2 separate regions of the Mus musculus genome follow, and region 2 is linked to region 1. A link is a contact called in public HiChIP or PLAC-seq data. All regions are on one chromosome and are shown on one strand. Each heading gives the region's core, a stretch centred on a gene start, on an enhancer-like site or on the middle of the called end of the contact. The rest is flanking DNA. Distances are from core to core; before and after follow the strand shown. Region 1 overlaps Trappc9 (trafficking protein particle complex 9). Region 2 holds the start of Chrac1 (chromatin accessibility complex 1).

The links. HiChIP or PLAC-seq counts read pairs in DNA pulled down with a chosen protein or histone mark.
Region 2: a contact with region 1 is called in an H3K4me3 HiChIP or PLAC-seq map of the SCID.adh cell line, with 16 read pairs. The contact joins the promoter of Chrac1 here to the enhancer-like site in region 1. A contact is called at or near these places in 4 of 39 promoter capture datasets (cranial neural crest, frontonasal cranial neural crest, macrophages and 1 more), 3 of 115 datasets of contacts at active chromatin or transcription factors (the SCID.adh cell line and embryonic stem cells) and 3 of 9 other capture datasets (adipose tissue, liver and pancreatic islet).

What each region holds. Positions count from the first base shown.
Region 1 is chr15:73,043,385-73,047,946 of GRCm38.p6, reverse strand. All of the region lies in intron 4 of Trappc9 (trafficking protein particle complex 9), which reads left to right. Among named protein-coding and RNA genes, the nearest start is that of Trappc9, 16 kb to the left of the region's middle. Within about 2 kb of position 3,161, at least 24 of the 459 cell types and tissues checked have an H3K27ac peak or open chromatin away from gene starts, as enhancers often do. A contact at or near this core is called in the SCID.adh cell line, where this site is marked.
Region 2 is chr15:73,087,899-73,092,695 of GRCm38.p6, reverse strand. It overlaps Chrac1 (chromatin accessibility complex 1), which reads right to left and starts at 2,284. Exons shown (of 3, transcript NM_053068.3): 1 at 2,113-2,284. The coding sequence starts at 2,259.

The DNA.
Region 1 (4,562 bases), core at 1,912-4,411:
TGAGCCAACTCTTCAGCCCCGAACATGTGTTTTCTAAACACGAGAAACACAGCACTGGGTGGCAGAGACAAGTTCTCTTATTTATTTTCCCTACTTGCTGCGACAATATACTCTTGACAAAAGCAGTGTAGGGAGAAGCTCTATTTAACTCCTAATTGCAGGTGGCAGTCCATATGGGGATGGAGTCACAGTCATGTGATGCTCATAATCAGGAAGCAGAGAGAAAGGACTGCCAGCGGTCAGTTCACTTTCCCTGTTTGTATAGCCCAAGGCCCGCCTCAGTTAACATAATGAAGACAGCGTGCCCAGGTGTGCCCGGCCAGCAGCCTGTCTCCTGGGAGGTTCTAGGTTCTAGCTTGTCTGCAGCACCACCACACAGATCCCTGGAACTCCCTGCAAGCCAGCCTAAGGGACCTTAGGTGAGGGACCCTGTCTGAAGGGGCTAGGGTGGAGCATGGTAGGGGAAGGCTGAGGCAGCTGTCAGTATCACTGGTTTTATGATGATTGGCAAGTAGTAACAGGAATATTCGTTACTTGTATTTTTTTAAAGAACTATTTATGTATATGAGTACACTGTAGCTGTCTTCAGACACACCAGAAGAGGGCATCGGATCCCTATTACAGATGGTTGTGAGCCACCATGTGGTTGCTGGGAATTGAACTCAGGACCTCTGGAAGAACAGTCAGTGCTTTTAACCACTGAGCCATCTCTCCAACCTCAAGGATACTTCTACTTTTTTTTTTTTAAGATTTATTTTCACTGTGTGTGTGTGTGTATATGTGTGTGTGTGCATCTGTCTGTCTGTCATGAGTGCCTGCAGGGGTCAGAAGACAATCTTGCATCACTGGGAGCTAGAGTTGCAGGCAGTTGTGAGCTGTATCACGTGGTGGCTGGGAACTGAATTGTGCTCTCCGTAAGCGTGTAGGAGTTTCTCACCACAAGCTGCTTCTCCAGGCCCCAGGAATTCAGCTGAACACTTTCAGACCTCACAGACCCTGGCTGAATAGTTTCAAGTGCATTTCCTCGGAAAAGGGGGCATTTCTTTCCCTTTTAAAAAAATTTAAGGGCTGGTGAGATGGCTCAGTGGGTAAGAGCACCCAATAGCTCTTCCGAAGGTCTGGAGTTCAAATCCCAGCAACCACATGGTGGCTCACAACCATCCATAATGAAATCTGACTCCCTCTTCTGGAGTGTCTGAAGACAGCGACAGTGTACTTACATATAATAAATAAATAAAAATAAAATCTTAAGAAAAAAAATTTTTAAAGATTAAAAAATTTTTGTAGTTTTTTTTTTTCCCCTTCATTCTTTCTTTTAGTCTTTCAATCCTAGCTTCATGCTGCTCACAAGTTGGGGCACTGATCTTTATTCTGAAGATTTGGATGTGGACCTGTAGGTCTATAACTAAAGGACAAAATATAGTTTCTTTAAAAAATTAGGGCTGGAAAGCCAGATATGATGCTGGGCTCCCATACTCAGAGCGAGGCTTAGGAATGGAAGGCCAGGCTTAGCTACATAGTATATTTGAGGCTAGCCTGGACTACATGAGATCCTGTCTTGAAAAAACAAAACAAAACAAAACAAAACAACCAAGATGGAGAAGGTAGCCCACTTGTAGAGTTCCTGCCTAGCACCGTGGGAGGACCTGGGTCCCTTATATAGGACCCCCACCCCAAAATGTATAGAATATTCTATAGTCAACTGGAAGAAAGTGCTTACCATTGACTTGTAAAGGTTTCTTAGTAGTGGTGGCCTCTACTTTTTCTTCTCTCTGAACTTGGTAATATTACTTACCATTAAATTGATCAAAACAGGCCTGAGGTGTGGCTTGCTGGTAGAACACCTGGTTCTCATCTCTGTCACTGGCATTCGATGGTGGGGACTGACATGACGCATGGTCCAGAGCCAGGCTGTGGTGGTGCACGCCTGCAATCCCAGCACTTGGGAGGCAGAGGCAGGTGGGTCTCTGAATTTGAGGCCAGCCTGGTCTACAGAGGGAGTTCCAGGTCAGCCAGAGATAAACTGAGAAACCTTGTCTGGAAAAAGAGAAAAAGGAAAAGGAAAGAGGGGCTGGTAAGATGGCTCAGCAGTTAAGAGCACTGACTGCTCTTCCAAAGGTCCCTAGTTCAAATCCCAGCAACCACATGGTGGCTCACAACCATTCATAACGAGATCTGACACCCTCTTCTGGTGTGTCTGAAGACAACTACAGTGTACTTACATATAATAAATAAATAAACCTTAAAAAAAAAAGGAAAGAAAAAGGAAAGAAAAGAAAAAGTCCAAATATCTACCAGCGCTCCTCAGCCTCAGGCAGGGCTTTACAACTCCCCAGTGGGAACATTTGAGGGTTGGAGCGAGTACTCTTTTTTTTTTTTTTTAAAGGGACAGAGACTTGTCACCCAGCGATTGAATCCCTGCTGAGTTAAGGTGGCAACTGAGTTGGCCTCTTACAGAGCCCCTGCCTGTCACCGTGAACTCTTTTTTCAGCGGCCTGAGTTTAAGGAGTGTCTGGGAAAACAGGACAGACTGAAGTCATGGTTATTTTACAGATCTGTTTGTTTATGTGACAGGGTGCTACTGTGTAGTCCTGGCTGACCTGGAGCTTGAGATAGAGACTAGGCTGGCCTTGAATTTTTAACAATCCCATCTTCCTGCCTTTGTCTCTAAGTGCTGGGTTTATGTATGGGTGTGTACCACCGTGCCCGGCTATTTTTTTAAAAAAAAAAGGTTTATTTATTTATGTCGTGAACCTCCGTGTGGCTACTGGGAATTGAGTTCAGGACCTCTGGAAGAACAGCCAGTGTTCCTAATTGCTGAACCATCTCTTTAGCCCCTAAATTTTTATTTGTGAGTATGTATGTATCCACTCACATGTTTGAGGGTATCTTTGGAGGTTAGAAGAGAGCATTAGGGTAGTTGTAAGGCGGTGGAATTAAACTCTAATCCTCTGTGAGAGCAGTAACCACTTTTAACCGCTCAGCCATCTTTCCTGCCCCCTCAGTTGCCTTTAGGGAAAAATACAGAGACTGGGAGAAAGTTTGGCAGCTGACTGTAAGAAGAACCAGTTCTGAGACCCCTTCCTGTTCGTAGATTGTCCTCCGGGAGCCTGTCTCTTTGGTTGACATCCGGGTGTCAGACTTTAGCTGTTGAACAGTGCCATCTTTCTATGAAGCTGCCCAGTGCCTGTGCTAGCTGAACTTTGCCTGTGGTCTGCAGATTCTGGATCCTTGCAGGACGTTCCATAGGTGGCGCTGTTGCACTTACTTATTATTTTTAAAGCTTTTTTTTTTTTTTTTTTTTTTTTTCCGGCTTCTACAAGAGGACCCAAAACCAGGCTCCTTGAATACGATTTCTTCATTTGATCCCCAGTACATACCCGGAAAAAGCCTTCTGGATATATGTGTTTTTCTCTGGTCAGCTCAGAGCGAGGGTTGCAGATTTGCTATCAGAGCAGCAGTGAAACTGGACTTTCTCTTGAGTATTAGGTAATGGTTAGCCATGATGTCACAGCTCTGCAGCGCCTTGCAGATGAGAAGAAGGCTGCCTGCCAGGTCTTAAATCTCCACTCCTGTGCTTATTAGCAAGCACCATCTAGGGTCTGGAGGAGATCCTGGCTTCCGGATCAGCTGAGGTGGTTGCGTGAAGGTGTGAAGATTCATCTATATGCATTTGGTGTGTTACTGACCTTTACGTGATACTGTGTGTTTCAAGTCAGCTCTGGCCACCCATCCTCAATAAGGCAGTCGAACCAAATTAAAGGTGGGAAGCAGGAAAAAGAAGATTTATTCCACGTGACCACATTGGGAAGAGGGATGAGAGTCTTGTTGTGTAGCCCAGGCTGGCCTCGAACTTGGTCCTGTCTTCTCTTCCACCCCTATTACTGAGATTGCAGGCATGCACCTCACGCTGGGTGTTGGATCCATCATTCTATGTTTGATTTCTAAGGAGTCAGAATAGGGAGAAATAGCTTTGTGAAGAAAGATCCACTTAAGAAGTAAGAGAAGGGGCTGGAAAAATGGCTCAGTGGTTAAGAGCACTGACTGCTCTTCCAGAGGTTCTGAGTTCAATTCCCAGCAACCACATGGTGGCTCACGACCATCTGTAATGGGATCTGATACCCTCTTCTGGTGTATCTGAAGACAGCTATAGTATACTCATATACATAAATAAGTATTTAAAAATGTTTAAAAAAAAAGAAGTAAGAGATGAGTGAGGCCTGGTGTGCAGATTTGTAATCTTGGGGTTTATAATCTTAGTTATGGAGGAGGCTAAGGTAGGAGGCTGGCAAGTTCAAACTTCAAGGGCTGCCTGGTAACTGAGCAAGACAAAACTTGGTCTTAAAAATAAAATTAAAGGATGGAGACCTTCACTTGCTCTCTCAGGTCCGTCTTACTTTCTTCTGGGTGTCTTTTTTTTTTTCTTTTTTCTTTTTGGTTTTTAGACAGGGTTTCTCCGTGCAGTCCTGGCTGTCCTGGAACTCACTCTGTAGACCAGGCTGGTCTTGAACTCAGAAATCCACCTGCTTCTGCCTCCCAAGTGCTGGGATTACAGGAGTGCG
Region 2 (4,797 bases), core at 1,035-3,534, 46 kb before region 1:
ACAGAAACATAAGACCAGAAAGGAAGCAGCAGGCAGTTAGTTCCCAGCTGAGCTTAGGTGTATAACATAAATATTTACAAATGATTACAGGGGTATCAAAAATATTTACAAGTGGTTTCAGGGAGTGCTGTGATCCATACCTATCATATCAACACTCAGGTGGAGGTAGGAGGCACAGGGAAGCAAGGGCAGCTATGGCTATATATCAAGTTCAAGGCCAGTCTGAGCTAAATGAGCTGCTGTCTAAAAGGGAGGAAGGGGTGGGGTGTTACCAGCCTACACAAAATGGAGTAAAAGGCCAGGCAGTGGTGGTGCATGCCTTTAATCCCAGCACTTGGGAGGCAGAGGCAGACCTATCTGAGTTAAAGGCTAACCTGGTCTACAGAGTTCCAGGACACCCAGATCTACACAGAGAAACTATGTCTTGAAAAATGAAAACCAATCAACCAAATTACATCTGGCTTGCAAAGGACTATATTACAGACATAAGGTGCCAGGCGTCTGTGTCTATTTCAGTCCCTTGTTTTCTCATAACTATAATAAAAATCAAAAACCTCAGACTGAAAAATGACATCTCATTTTGCCCAAATACCTTCTAGGTACAGAACTGACAAGAGCCCAATGCTCAGAAATAAAAACTGAACCTTCCCCAGGGTTCAGTATTATCTCAGCTAGTACGTGATCAGAGAACTGTCTGCATAGTGATTAGGTCCTTAACACTAGAATGAAGCTTACAAAAAAAATGTGAATCCTAGCACCACACAGAAATAAGAGGAAGACCACCATGATCTTTTCCTTTTTTTTTGTTTTTTGTTTTTAAATAGGTTCTACTTTTTTGTTGTTGTTGTTGTTGTTTTTTTTTTTTTTTTTTTTTTTTTTTTTTGAGACAGGGTTTCTCTGTGTAGCCCTGGCTGTCCTGGAACTCACTCTGTAGACCAGGCTGGCCTTGAACTCAGAAATCCGCCTGCCTCTGCCTCCCAAGTGCTGGGATCAAAGTCATGCGCCACCATTGCCCAGCCACCACCATGATCTTAAGATGATTTAGAAATGAGACATGTATAGTTTACATGTAAATATACACCACTGTCTAAAAGGGGCTTGTTATCCTAAGATTTGTATTTGGCTTTGGAGGACCAATCCAAAGATACTGGGGAACTATTGTTATTTTATCAGGATCTACTTAAGGTTGACTCTATTGCAGTCACAAGATTTGTACCTTTGTCCCTAGTCCAAAATATTGTAAAAAAAAAAAAAAAAAAAAAAAAATGCCACGCACTGAATGAAGTTCTAGAAGCAGAGGCTGGAAAAGAAGGTAGAGCCAATAGTCATGGCTGGGTCTCAGAACAATAAGGTTCCCGGCCTACCACTATCGAAACCAAACTTTAAACCAGGAGTGGGGTCAGGAAATTTTAATCGCCGTACTCAGAAGGGCCAAGACCAAGGTGGCAGGGTGTGGTGGCACAAGCCTTAAACCCCAGCAACACTTGGTAGGCTGAGACAAGCAGATCTCTTTCGAGTTCAAGGTAATTCTGGTGGTTTACAGAGCTCCAGGATAGGGAAAACATACTGAGAGATGGCTGGAAATATAGAACAAAATAAGAAGACAAAGCGATGTGTGTTGGGAGGGGACTATGCGGTTATAATTTAACTTGTGACAGCGGATGTCTGCGTAAACTCTGACTACCTCCAGAGTCCTGAGGGCTGAAGAGCCCTAGACAGCCTTGCAAGCCGTCCTGGAAGCTTGGAGAACCTTCCCGCATCTTCCTGGGGGAAGTCAGAGTCAGCCCGACCTCCCGCACGACATAGACCCGCCTCAACTCGCGCACGCAGCCGAACCCTTAACTACGCGTGCGCGAGGCCCAGCGGGGAGTGACGCGGGAGGCGGGGCGCAGAGGACGCTGGGAGCCAGACGATCCTGCAGAGCGAAAGCGGCGCAGTGGGCGGAGCTGAGCCCGCGGGAGGGGAGGAGGAGGTGTGTAGCGCGCAGACGCAAGAGAAAGAGGCGCCGCGCGGCCCCCGCAGGGCAGCCAAAGGCCAAGGCGCGTGTGTGCGGAGCCCGAGGGGCGGTTGGTGCCCGCGCCCGCCCCTCTCGTCGCCCCGCCGGCCGCTCACCGTGGCCTTGGCCGTGAGCACCAGCGCCTCCTGGTTGATGCTCGACACCTCGGGAGAGCTCTTCATGATGACTCGGATGCGGGACAGGGGCAATGACACGAGCCGCTGGTCCCCGCACTTTTCCTTCCCCACGGCCGCGTCCGCCATCTTCCGCGTCCGTCCCGGGCGGCCCGTGATGCTTCGCGCGGCCGCGCCTGCGCAGACGCTGTGGAGCGCGGTGGCCCGAAAGCCTGGGAGCCGGCGCCCGGGAAAATCCCTCTCGGAAACGCCGGGGCAGTCTCCCGGAAGAAGCGCTCTCAGGCGTCCGAGTGCTTGCTCGGGCAGTCCCGAGCTGCACAGATTTGTCCTTTCAAAAACTGGAGAGATGTCTTAGGAGGTCATGTTCTGGAGGGAATCAAACGAACCATGGCAACAGTTTGGCCAGAGGAATAGGGAGGAAAGGCGGCCACTACCCATGTCTTTCTTGAGGCGTATGGGGATTAGCCTGCTAAGCAGACAGGTGAACTGAATGGTCCTAGAGTCTTCTGTAATCCCACCACAATGCCAAAAGGATCACCAAGAGTTCTAGCCAGCCTGGCCACACAAGGTCTTGTTGAAGAAGATGGGCCATGACTTTAGAATGAAGACTATTAGAAACATCCTATCAAGTGGTCTGGAGGGAGCGTCCAAGAATATCAGAAAGTGGGACTCCACGGCAGATGAAACCGTGAGACCGTGGACTTTTGCTTAGATGAGCTGTGGAGTAAACTTGGGAGAGTAAAGTTGATGTGGTCTGAAGAGAACAAAAACTCCTAAGATGGCACTAAATATAGTTGGAGGAACTAAATCGGCAGGGTTTTATAGATTGGATCATGTTTGGTTTTAGTGTCGTCATTACCGTAGTATATCCTAGTCCAATAAACATAAGATACAACTGTCCCTCAGTATCTATTGGGGGATTGGTTCTAAGATCCCCACACATACTGAAATTGTACATGCTGAAAAGTCTTTTTTTTTTTTTTTTTTTTTTTTTTGTGTGTGTGTGTGTGGTTTTTTGAGACAGGGTTTCTCTGTATGGCCCTGACTGTCCTGGAACTCACTTTGTAGACCAGGCTGGCCTCGAACTCAGAAATCCCCCTGCCTCTGCCTCCGGAGTGTGTGCGCCACCACGCCCGACAGAAAAGTCTTAAATACAAAAGACGACAACTGCATAACGCCTAGGCACATTCTCATACAATACCCATGTCTTCTTGATTAAGTGCTTCGTGAATGCCATATGAGTAGTTGCTGGACTGTTAGGGAACAATGATGAGAGATTTCTACATGTCCAGTCAGCAGGGATGGGTTTTGTTTTGTTTTGTTTTGTTTTTTTTCCTGAATACTTTGTATCCCAGGTTGTTTGAGACCATAGATGTAGAACTTATATCCAGTGTTAGTGTCAGGCACGAAGGCACAGTTGGTGAGCAAGCTAGCTGCGTGCTCTCAATAAGGCTATGTTCACCCAGATGTCTGGGGAAAGAATACCATTTCCAGTGGGAAGTGTCATAACTGGTAAGCTGGCCTCTGAGAAGTGATGTTTGTTCTCAGATCTGCAGCAAAGGAAAGCCGTTAGACAAGATGAGTTTTGCCTGCCTTTCACATGCTTCCTTTCACCCAAGTGAGGCAGACAAGCATAGGACTGTTTTAGGAAGCTAGGATGCCACTAGGCTTGGGCTGTGCACACTTCTGAACAATGCCACTAATAGCCTATGGTACCACTCTCCCCATCATGCACGGGAGGATTGGCACACAAACACACACCGCTCTGAACACTGGAATGTTTCTCCTCCACTTAGTTGGTATAAACTTAGATTCTATTTGGTTGTGTTCTAGTAATGAAAGGAGAAGGAGGCCAGCCAGAACTAGTTTGGAGTGCATGCATAATAAAGCAAACTGTCCTTAAAGTGAACTCTTAGGAAAACCCATTTTACCATCTTATTGCCTAGTTGCAACTGGGTGTGCATGCAGTTAAAAATCAAACATTATTGGAGGGCATGTAAGGTAGAAAAGTTGTAATCTGTCAAAATAGTGAATCACCCAAACTATACCCCCTTAGTAACTAGCTCCCCTCCCTTCAGATCTCTGAAGCTAGGGCAATAATAATGTGAGGCCCCTGAGTATCTTCACTGATGTGACCCACTGTTTTCTTGACCACACACTCCTAATCTGTATTGCTTTGCTTTGAATAAAGTTTCCCTATTTTGCAATCTGTCTTCTTTCTTTTTTGTTGTTTTCTAAGACAGGGTTTCTTCACATAGCCTTGGCTGTCCTGGAACTAGCTCTAGACCAGGCGGGTGTTGAACTCACGGAGATCCACCTGCCTCTGTCTCCTGAAGACTGGGATTAAAAGGCATGTGACATTGACCCTATCACCACCTGGTACCTTATAAATTAAATTTTAACCAGCAGCAAGCACAGGACATGGCCAGAAAACTAAAGAAATGCTGTGCAATTGCCCCTCAAGGGTTTTTGTTTTGGCTTGTCTCTTTAACTGATTGTTTTTGTACAGTTTGTTTTGAGTGGGTTTGGATTCAGGACGGGAGGAGATGGAATCAGGAAGATGTCTAGAGAGTTCAGAGAAATGAGAATTCCCAAAGAGCAGGGATGAGGGAATGTTGGGAGCCGCGCCCACATTCGCCGTTACAAGATGGCGCTGACAGCTGTGTT